Linked DNA regions of Mus musculus: region 2 is linked to region 1. A link is a contact called in public Hi-C data. All regions are on one chromosome and are shown on one strand. The core of a region is the stretch at or near the end of the contact, and the rest is flanking DNA. Distances in the headings are between cores, read along the strand shown. Region 1 holds the start of Sqle (squalene epoxidase). Region 2 overlaps Mtss1 (MTSS I-BAR domain containing 1).

The links. A called contact is a pair of places that touch in the nucleus more often than the background predicts.
Region 2: a contact with region 1 is called in a Hi-C map of bone marrow-derived macrophages, with 28 read pairs. A contact is called at or near these places in 11 of 39 promoter capture datasets (the 3T3-L1 cell line, the C10 cell line, the HPC-7 cell line and 7 more), 4 of 484 Hi-C or Micro-C datasets (the 3T3-L1 cell line, the C2C12 cell line, bone marrow-derived macrophages and 1 more), 33 of 130 datasets of targeted methods (the NIH/3T3 cell line, the SCID.adh cell line, VIP interneurons and 24 more) and 4 of 9 other capture datasets (adipose tissue, liver, macrophages and 1 more).

The regions. Positions count from the first base shown.
Region 1 is chr15:59,312,860-59,317,584 of GRCm38.p6, reverse strand. Sqle (squalene epoxidase) reads right to left here and starts at 2,493. Exons shown (of 11, transcript NM_009270.3): 1 at 1,456-2,493. The coding sequence starts at 1,740.
Region 2 is chr15:59,046,368-59,051,092 of GRCm38.p6, reverse strand. All of the region lies in intron 3 of Mtss1 (MTSS I-BAR domain containing 1), which reads left to right. Among named protein-coding and RNA genes, the nearest start is that of Mtss1, 33 kb to the left of the region's middle.

The DNA of each region.
Region 1 (4,725 bases), core at 1,244-3,743:
ATAAAATATACATATTCCTTTTTCTGGACACAGTAGTTAGAAAATGTTATATGGACATATTTGGAAATCCACATGAGGCCTAACCCTGTGCATATCTACAGTGAGATTCGAATACAGAACCAGGACCAATCCTATAACTGAACTACTCAACTCTACACTGAGCAGCTACAGGTGCAGGCCTCCCACAACTTGTGACTGTCCACGTACACAGCGGTGAGCACTGAGCAGAACTCATGCCAGCAGCTGGCTCTCTGGTTTCCAGGTAAGGAGAAAGCCTGAAGCAGTCCCAAAATGAAACCAGTCGAGCATCCTCCCTACCCCCAACAGAGAATGCCATCTTTAGACTAGTGTCAACAGCTTAGTTACTTATTAGATGGTTGAGCACCGGCCATTCTGCAAACATGAACTTACTTCATTCCCTGAGTACCAGCGACGGTGGTACCACCCTCATCTAAGCTAACAGGAACCTGATTTTGACAGAAATCAAACCATCCCCAAAGTATTACAGCAACAAGTGGCAGAACTAAACTAAAACTCTGAACCAAGTTCTTTTCTTCTACCACCTTTGCTAATTTGTACTATGGACTTTATTAAAGAAAGCAGACCCCAAAGTCTATACTGCTAGGTGGGTAACTCATCCTGGCCACTCTCTCTCATGCACACTGGACACCCAGCTTCAGCATCACAGCAATGTCCCTTCTTGCACGGCTGTGTACTGCAATGTAGTTCCCAAACATTATTTATTCTTACTTTTGTAGAAATCAAGCATTGTTACTCTATCTTTCCAACGCTCTTAAGGGAAAAGTTCACATATCCCTGGCTAGTAGGTCCTACGTGATCTGACTTGCCGCCCTGTTCCTCTCTCATCACCTACCACTGGCCCCATCATTCCCTCGAAGTAATTAATGGCACCACAAATATTTAAAGATCCAGTCTCTAACGTAAGCCTGTCATTCAGCTCTGACTCAACTTAGGAGCGGACTGCGCTGACTAATTGCTTCAATAGATAGTGGGGGACGGATTTCTGCCCAAAACTTTAAAGTGTTAGGCATCTTTATTGCTTTTCAAATTGCTGTCACTTTCCACTGTCTGCCATCACATTTATAAGTAGCCTTACCTGCCACACAAATTCTCCCTTGTCAGGAACAAAAATCATCCTTACCCAGGGATTTTAAATTAAAAGCCACAGTGAGTCTGTCTCCCAAATGAAATTCTAACATTTCCTACCAAAATCAACACCCAATCCCTGAGGTTCACACAACAAATGCTTTTCATCTTCCCTAAGAGCACAGCCACAACACAGTCCAGAACTTTAAGAAACGCAATCAAATGAGAACACTGACGCTTCTAAGCCACCACTTTCGTGACTTTTAAAGAAACCATAAACTTCAGTGACCTCGATCTGAAGTTTAAAATACGATCCCATTCATTTGCCCACTGTGGCATCAGGCATACCTTCTTGGACTCCAGCTGTTCTTTCTTTTCTGATTCAGGTGACTTGGCCCAGAAGAAGCCAATAAGAGGCAAAGCAGAGAGAATATCCGAGAAGGCAGCGAACTGGGCGCCGCTCTGATGGCGGCCAAGGAGGCCCCCGTGTCGATGGCGACAGCGGTAGGAGAGCACCAGGCCCAGCGACAGGAACACCAGCACGCACAGCAGGAGCTCCTTGTTGGCCAGGGTGACATCCCCGCATTTCTTATAAAAATAGGTGAAGGTAGCAATGCCAAGAAAAGTCCACATGGCTCAAAAGGCTTCTTTGGTGGCACCAGCCAAGGCTGAGGATTTTGTGTTTTGGGGGTCTCTTGGGGGGGTCTTTTTTCCTCGGAAGGTCTTCAGTGATTAAAATGTCCCCAAAATGTAGTTCTCAAAGGGGTTCGGGGCAACCGGTCGAACTTCTTCCAATAAATAGTTTCAGGATCACGAGTCAGATGTGATCAATTTTTGAAATCATTGAGAGTGCAAATGTATCTTAAGTTGTCCAGATCTTAAAAGGCAGCATTTAAAGCCTGCCTACCCCAACGGCTCCTGATTACACACTTCTTCATTCAGCCAACTGATGGACACGGGCCTCTCTATTGGGCTGAGGGGTGCGAATGTGGCTGTATACTTCGATGTCCGCTCGCCTGGCTGTAAACGGTCTTTTGTCACCAGCAGCAGGTGCTCGGTAGGAAGGAGTCGGGAGCGTAGAAGGATCTGGGTGCTGGGAAAGCTGCCCTTAGCAACACTGCCCCGGCAGCCTTCTCCAACAAAAGATGGCCACGGCGTCCCGAAGCGCGGCGGCAGCCTGGCAGCTCAGCCCTCCCTTGGAGATTCCTCCTCAAGCAAGCCCCGAAGTCACGGCCGGGAACCTGTCCGACCGACACTTGCCTTCCTCGAGAGTGAATGGCTGTCTCGGATGAGCGTCCTTCAGAGCGAGGCGAAGGCTCCTGCCCGCCGGGTCCCCAGCATCCCTCGCGGACAGTAACCAGAGTAACCGCTGCGCGCCCCGCTCGCAACCCGGCCCCACGCGCTTCAGCCGCCCGGCGGGCTCGGCCCAGCCCAGGGACCGGGAGGCGGGGCTCCGGCCCGGCACCGCCCCTTGAGCGGACCCCGCCTCCCACGCCGTCCGAACCAATGAGAGCGCGCACCGCGCGGTAGGCTGAGATGGCGCTATAGAGCGTTTGTCCAATGGCGGGCGGCGCACTCCGCGCGGCGCCAGTCGCAGAGGCGCTAGGGCGATGTTGCGTGGTGCGGGGCGGGTGCGTGGGGTGGGCGCGGGGCCGGTGGGTGAATGGGGCGGTGCCCGCTCGGCCTGGCCGCCGCGGGGTCCTCAGGCCCCACCTGCGGAGGGTGGAGCTCGCTCTGGAGGAACTCTTGGTGGCTCCTGGTGGCTCAAACGCAAGAGAGCTACAGGAGTCATCCGGGCGGACTGGATGATCACGGGCTAGAAAGGCGAGGAGGACGTGACACGCCGGCGAACCTGCCATAATTAGTGGACGAGGACTAAAGAAAATGAGAGAAGTCAGTAGGTGGAGATGGATCACGCCTTTAATCCCAGAACTCGGGATGCAAGAGGATCTCTGTGAGTTTGAGGCCAGCTTGATCTGCATAGCGTGTTCCAGACCAGTCAGAGATACACAGTGAAATCCTTCTCGGGTTAAAGAAAGAATGAGAAAGGAAAAAAAAAAAAAATGTCCTAATCAACAGCAATCCCAAAACTGTTTAATAAGATCATTTTATGTTTTAAGCACTATGCCAGAGCGTTGCAAACATTCATTCAACCCTTACAGCAGTCTTGCAAGAATGGCATTACCTTTCTGTTACAGAAGTAACCGAGCAGTTTATCTGCCGTCGTTCATGAGACTAACAACATCATTTTATACTATCCACAGCTACTGTCATGTAACCGAATTTCAGACTCGACAGTACCATTTAATTATCAAGCTTTCGTTGAGTTCTTAGTTATCTATGGTTTAGGTCTCACCCTAAACACTTCTCAGATATCTTTATTAGTTTCTGCGATTTTTTTTTAAGTCATTCAAACAGGTACAGTTGTTTAACCCGTTTATCCTTTAATAATGAAAGAAGTAAGTCTCACAGAACTGTATCCTACCAACCCTTTGCAGCAGGCACAGCCAACTCTATCTAGCTCCACATTTCTTCCTTCCTTTCGATTTGTTTACTTATGTATTTTGTCTACATGTATGGCTGCACTTTAGAAGAAGGCACTGGATCCCATGGGACTACAGTAACAGTTGTAAGCAGCCATTCGAGCACTAGGACTTGAACTGTGGACCTCTCATAGAAGCCATTGCTCTTAACAGCTGAGTCATCTCTCTGGCCCTAACACCACATTCCTAATGAGGGTCTCTCCATGTTCCTAAGTCCAACCAACAATAAGCTGAAATTCTAGGCAACTTAAATGAGTCTTAACCTTGCCAAATGTCTCCCACCTTTGGGCACTAGTAGGAGAAAATGAGATGTATCTAATACTCTCAAAAAGCAGCATTTGCACAGAACATAGGATGAGATCTTGGTGGTCAGTTCCACATGTCAGGCATACAAAGAGGCAAACTAAAACTGTCACTCCTGAAGCTAAGGAATTGTGTCCGAAGGTAAAACACGGAATTAACTCAGGGAAAAGACTGTCCACATTGAAAAACAGAACTCAGGATCCTTCTTGTTATTCTGATTTTGGCCAAGACAATGCAACCATTACTAGATAATCCACTTAATCGGACATAGATTAGAACATAACAGTCATTGATTATCAATCGCATGACTCAATGCTTTAAAGCTCTATCCCACTTCCACACTATTTTAATTCTTTTGGGCAAACAAAACATCAGGCTACAGTCACAGTATTGGGAAGTATCTATGAGCCTGTCAGGAATGGTGCTCTAGAAAGAACTTGAATGACAAAATAGCCACTATTCAAATGCTGCTCTTCAGAACCCAACAAGTAGCTGGTGCAACAAAGGGAATGGGTCTGAAGATTCATCTTGTCTGAGTCAGTATTTGACATGTATGATTTGAGCCTGTAGTACAGGCACAGCGGTTCTACATGCTACGAACAATTTTAGTGAGTGAAGTGTTTAAAATGAATCTTCCTTTTTAGACACAGAAAACATTCAAGAAATCACAGTATTTGCTTAAAAGTATGCTTTCCTTGGGTAAACCCACAAAACCAGTAAGGATCTATCTTCATTTGCTAAAACAAAATATGGTAATTCAATTGCAACCATA
Region 2 (4,725 bases), core at 1,068-3,567, 270 kb after region 1:
TCTTCTTCTCTTCTTCTCTTCTTCTCTTCTTCTCTCTTCTCTCTTCTCTCTTCTCTCTTCTCTCTTCTCTCTTCTCTCTTCTCTCTTCTCTCTTCTCTCTTCTCTCTTCTCTTCTCTTCTCTTCTCTTCTTTGTGTATGTAGCCTTGCCTGTCTTGGAACTTTCAACTGTAGTGCAGCCATTCCATTGAGCTGAGCCCTGACGTCTCCTTGTCCTGCGTTGCTTTCTCTTGGAGCCTCTCTGCACGCATCTCACACACCTGCACCGTTTGCGGACACTAACTGTAGAAGCACATCTCTATTGGGCTAGTATTCAGAATGCCAAGATAATTTTAACTAGGTTTCTGGTTCCAGAATATTCACATTTTTGTGTTATTTCTCAAAGGAAAGAGCTCTGAAAGGTTTGTTGTCATTCTCATGAGGTGTTTTAGCATGAGTTATTAACAAAATTTATGAAAATCTTCCACAAGTAGTTACTATGTGGATAAAAATCAATTTTCATAATATGCTTACCTTGTTTACAATATTGAAATCTGGACTCCATTTTGATACTGATTTTCTAAATAAAATCATATAACTTGATTAATCTCATGTATATATTATTTATATAATATATACATATATAATGTGTATCATGAAATGATGGAATTTGAGTTTATTGGCAATAGGCACAATTCTATGTGCTTAGTTTATACTCTGGAATTAACATCTTATTTATGTAAACTCTGAACATGCTGTCTTTCTTCAGATTCACTGGCCACAACAAAATTAGTTGGTAGGTCTTAACTGTCTTTGATTTTTGTGGCTGTCTCAGGAGTATGCGTTTGTCAGGGTCAGTTACTTACAGACCGAGGAAAGAAAAGTAAGGCAAGCAAATGGAAGGCTTCTCAGTAAGTATGCTGCGGCAGACGGCCGTATGTGCTGGGGAGAGCACCTGCACACCTGGGAGTGCTGTCTGATCCAGGCGCCCGCTGTGTGCAGCCTCTCAGGACTGCTCCTCACAACACTGTCTGCTTAGGTCAGCAAGGGCCTTTGAAGAGCACAGTGCTGAGTGACTTGGTTTTGCATGTTTTTGCGTGCCACTGTAAATAGGTTTACATCTTTGAAAACCCATCCTGGGAATGTGCAGATGATGATGTGCCAGGACCACTCAAAGGAGCTCAAGGTTTTCAGGAGGAGAGAAATGGGCTCCAGGCAGAGTAGAACATGTCTAAAAGTGAGCATGGCTTTAATAGTGAAAGTCATGATTGCTAATGTCCTTTGCGTCCTGTGAGCTGGACTCTGTTTTGAGTGTTTTAGAGTTGTCTCTTCTTTGTTATTGGTGATCCTTCCCATGACCCACATTGGATGCCTGGTGTGTATACTTTCTCACATACACACACACACACACACACACACACACACACGATAAGCTTTATTGTATAAATCAGGCACAATGAGATTAACAACATCTAATAATGAGATCAGTTACAATACGACAATAAGAGCTACTTGAAACTTAGGAATTGTTTATTTCTATAATTTTACATTCAATGTTTTTGGATTATGGTTGATTGGTTAACGGGTAGAGCTGGGTAAGAGGGCCCAGGGTCTTCTTAAAGCACCATGTGATGAAAATCTCAAGGGACAGACTCAAAACAGGTCGTGTCTGGACACTGATGCAGGTCACGTGGCCAGTGAACTGGAGCCCCTCCCCTAACCTGGACCGGGACCAGTAAGTTAGGATCCCTTATGTAAGGAGCTTCTGGCCTTAGCATGTGCTTATATTTGGTTTTAAAGTGACTTCAACCCAACGGCATTAAAAACCCCAGTTCATGCAAAAAAACCTTGGTATGGAGCTGAGATGTCTAGGTTTGACTTTTGGCTGTTTAACTGTGTAACCCCAAGTTTTAATTTCCTCACGGTAAAAAGAACTGGGGTGTGTGTGTGTGTGTGGGGTTCCCGAGATAAGACCAGCAAACCTTCCTTCGTTCACTCATTTTCCATGGTATTAAACACTGCGTAAGTCTTGTTACATCAACTGCATATGAGGTTGGGTGGGGTAAATCCCTTTCCTAATTTGTCTTCAGGACTTCTGCTTTTATTCCAGAGACAACAGAAGAGAGGAAGCGGCCTTAATCAGATGAAGACAGAGGGCGGGAGCAAGAAACCTGGGTGCCGGAGATGGGCATTTGGGCAGGATTGAGTTGTGGGACTCCCCCTGCAGTTGGAGTTGTGTGTGGTGGGGCAGGTGGAGCTGGGACCAAGTGCATGGGGGGGGGCGGGGGGTGCTTTCACCAGTGACTTAGGACTCCAAGGCCGGTGAGGAAATCTGTCTGGCTTAGGTTCCGTTAAGCGACCTTGCTGCTTTAGAAGGTGTCTGTGACCTCAGTGGACGGTGCACACCTTTAGGGTGTGTTTGTTAAATGCCACGGGTCTGCACTTTCTGGGCATGATGTTGTCCCTGAAGATATGTGTGCTCAGTCAGGTTCAGCCTTGAGGGCTGTGGTGGACAATCGGGTGGGACTCTGCAATCTGTTTAAAAGCTTCCTGGCTATGCCATCTGCCTATAACCCACCCATGGCGTCTCCACCCACACAGAGAAGCTCCCTAGAGCGTTAGGACATCTGGTCCCTCTGTTCGTGCATCTCCCAGCCTTCACGGGGCCTCTGTATGTGCTCAGGATCTCCCTGAGTTGTTTGAGTCCCACGACCTCTGAATCTGTCATGCTTAGGGCCTCAAGGGCACATGCTGCTGTTGGCGCCTTCCAATCACCGTTGTCCCTACAGACCGTGAAAGCTCCAGCCGACAACCACCTGTGTTGTCCACCTTTATGGGGAGCCCTGAGACCCAAATGATCATTTATGAGCTTCTGACACTGTTGTACAGATGAGTGACTCTACACAAGAGCTCCCCCACCCCCTCCACTCAAGGGCCTTGGTGGGTCCTGGCAAGGATGCTGGAGTCTTGGGCATGGGAGCCTGCTGGGTTGGACAACTGGACAGAGTGCACTTGAGAGTTCAGAATTTGAATGTTGGTGACCCCTCTCTTAGGGTTCCAGTGTGTCTTCATATTTCACTGTAGCAGGAAGTTCCCTGCCCCCATGAGGAGGTCATGGTCCAGGGGAGGTGGCCACCTGCACTTGGCTGGTTGGGGGAAGGGAGGGACTCTTCCTTTGCTGCCAGATGGTGCTAGGAAACTTCCGAGTTCCAGCCAGGCTGCTCTTGTTTACCCCAGAGTTTTACTTTAACCAGTTTGTTTGAGATTCTAGTAGCCTTTAACTTCTGGATGACTGTAGCATTCCACTCTAGAACTTTCTTGTTTGTAATTAGAGCCATGTGATGACTGTGTACAAAGCACTTTAGCTTCAAACTGGAGGGGGAAAAAAAGTTAAAAAAGAAAAAAGTCCTTTTTGCAGGCTCAGCACTGAACATTAAAAAAAAATTCTTGAAATACTACTTTAAAGGAATGTGTTCATATTCATTCATAAAACACAAAAGGTTTAAAACTGCCTTCAGCTAACCTGTAGCTAAACCTGTGGCCACTGTGGGAAGCTGGCCTTGGGCCATTTCTTCATTGGTTATTTTCAGGCACAGGGGAGAACTCTGGAGTATTTGAGAGACAGGTTCAATGCTAATTTCTCCTTAGGAGGCAAACTTAGCCAGTCAACAGACTCATGGCTAGCACGTTTTTCTTGCAGTCTTCATGTGTCTGTTTCTTGCACATCGTAGGTGTCTAGGGGACGGTCGTTGATTTGCAGAAACATTTAAGACGTCGTGCGCTGCACAGTTTGCTCACAGAAGGATGGGCCTGCTTAGTGCTCAGGTCTCTATTGGAAGGGATGAGGAGGGTGTGTGTGTGTGTGTGTGTGTGTGTCGGTATGTGTGTGTCGGGGTGTGTGTGTGTGTGTCGGGGTGTGTGTCGGGGTGTGTGTGTGTGTTGGTGTGTTGGGGTGTGTGTGTGTTGGTGTGTGTGTGTCGGTGGGTGGGTGTGTAGGAACACTAGGTTAAGATGCTTTGGAAGACACTATCGAGTTTGGTTTTGCTGTCTTAAACTTGACCACTTAGTTATGGTTCACTTGAGTTACACATGTGGGTGTAAGGCGGAAGAACAAAGCTATTAAAAAAAATAAGAATTTTCTCGCAATATTTACTGAAAGAGGAAACGAGCTGGGCAAAGTCAAAACGGGTTTGTGTTATTTATTTATTTTTTTCTCTCTCATGTTCTTTTTGTTTTGTTTGTTTTAAATTGAAGTATGACTTGGTGGGTCCATGATGTCATTATAGTAGCTGACATAAGGATACTGGCCTCTTAGTCTAGGGAGGCTTGTCTGTGCAGGAGAATTTCTTTGATGGTAGGAATACTCTGTGTGTGTGTGAGAAAGAGAGAGAGAGAGAATGAGAATGAATGAGAATGAATATATTCAATATGGTAGTCACTGAATATGGTAGGCAACATGTCTGAGAACTAATTTTTTTTCCTGTCTTTTGATTTCAAGACAGGGTTCCTCTGTATAGCCCTGACTGTCCTGGAACTCCAGGATGGCCTTAAACTCAGAGAGCTCAGCCTGCCTCTGTCTCTTGAGTGCTAGGATTGAAGACATGTACCACCATGTCTGGATGCATAATTGAATTTTTAACTTAAATTTTTTTAGTGAAGGCTGGCAAGAAGGCTCAGTGGGTAAGGGTGCTAACTACTAAGACTGACGTCCTGAGTTCAGTTCCTGTAATTCACGTGGTAGAAGGAGA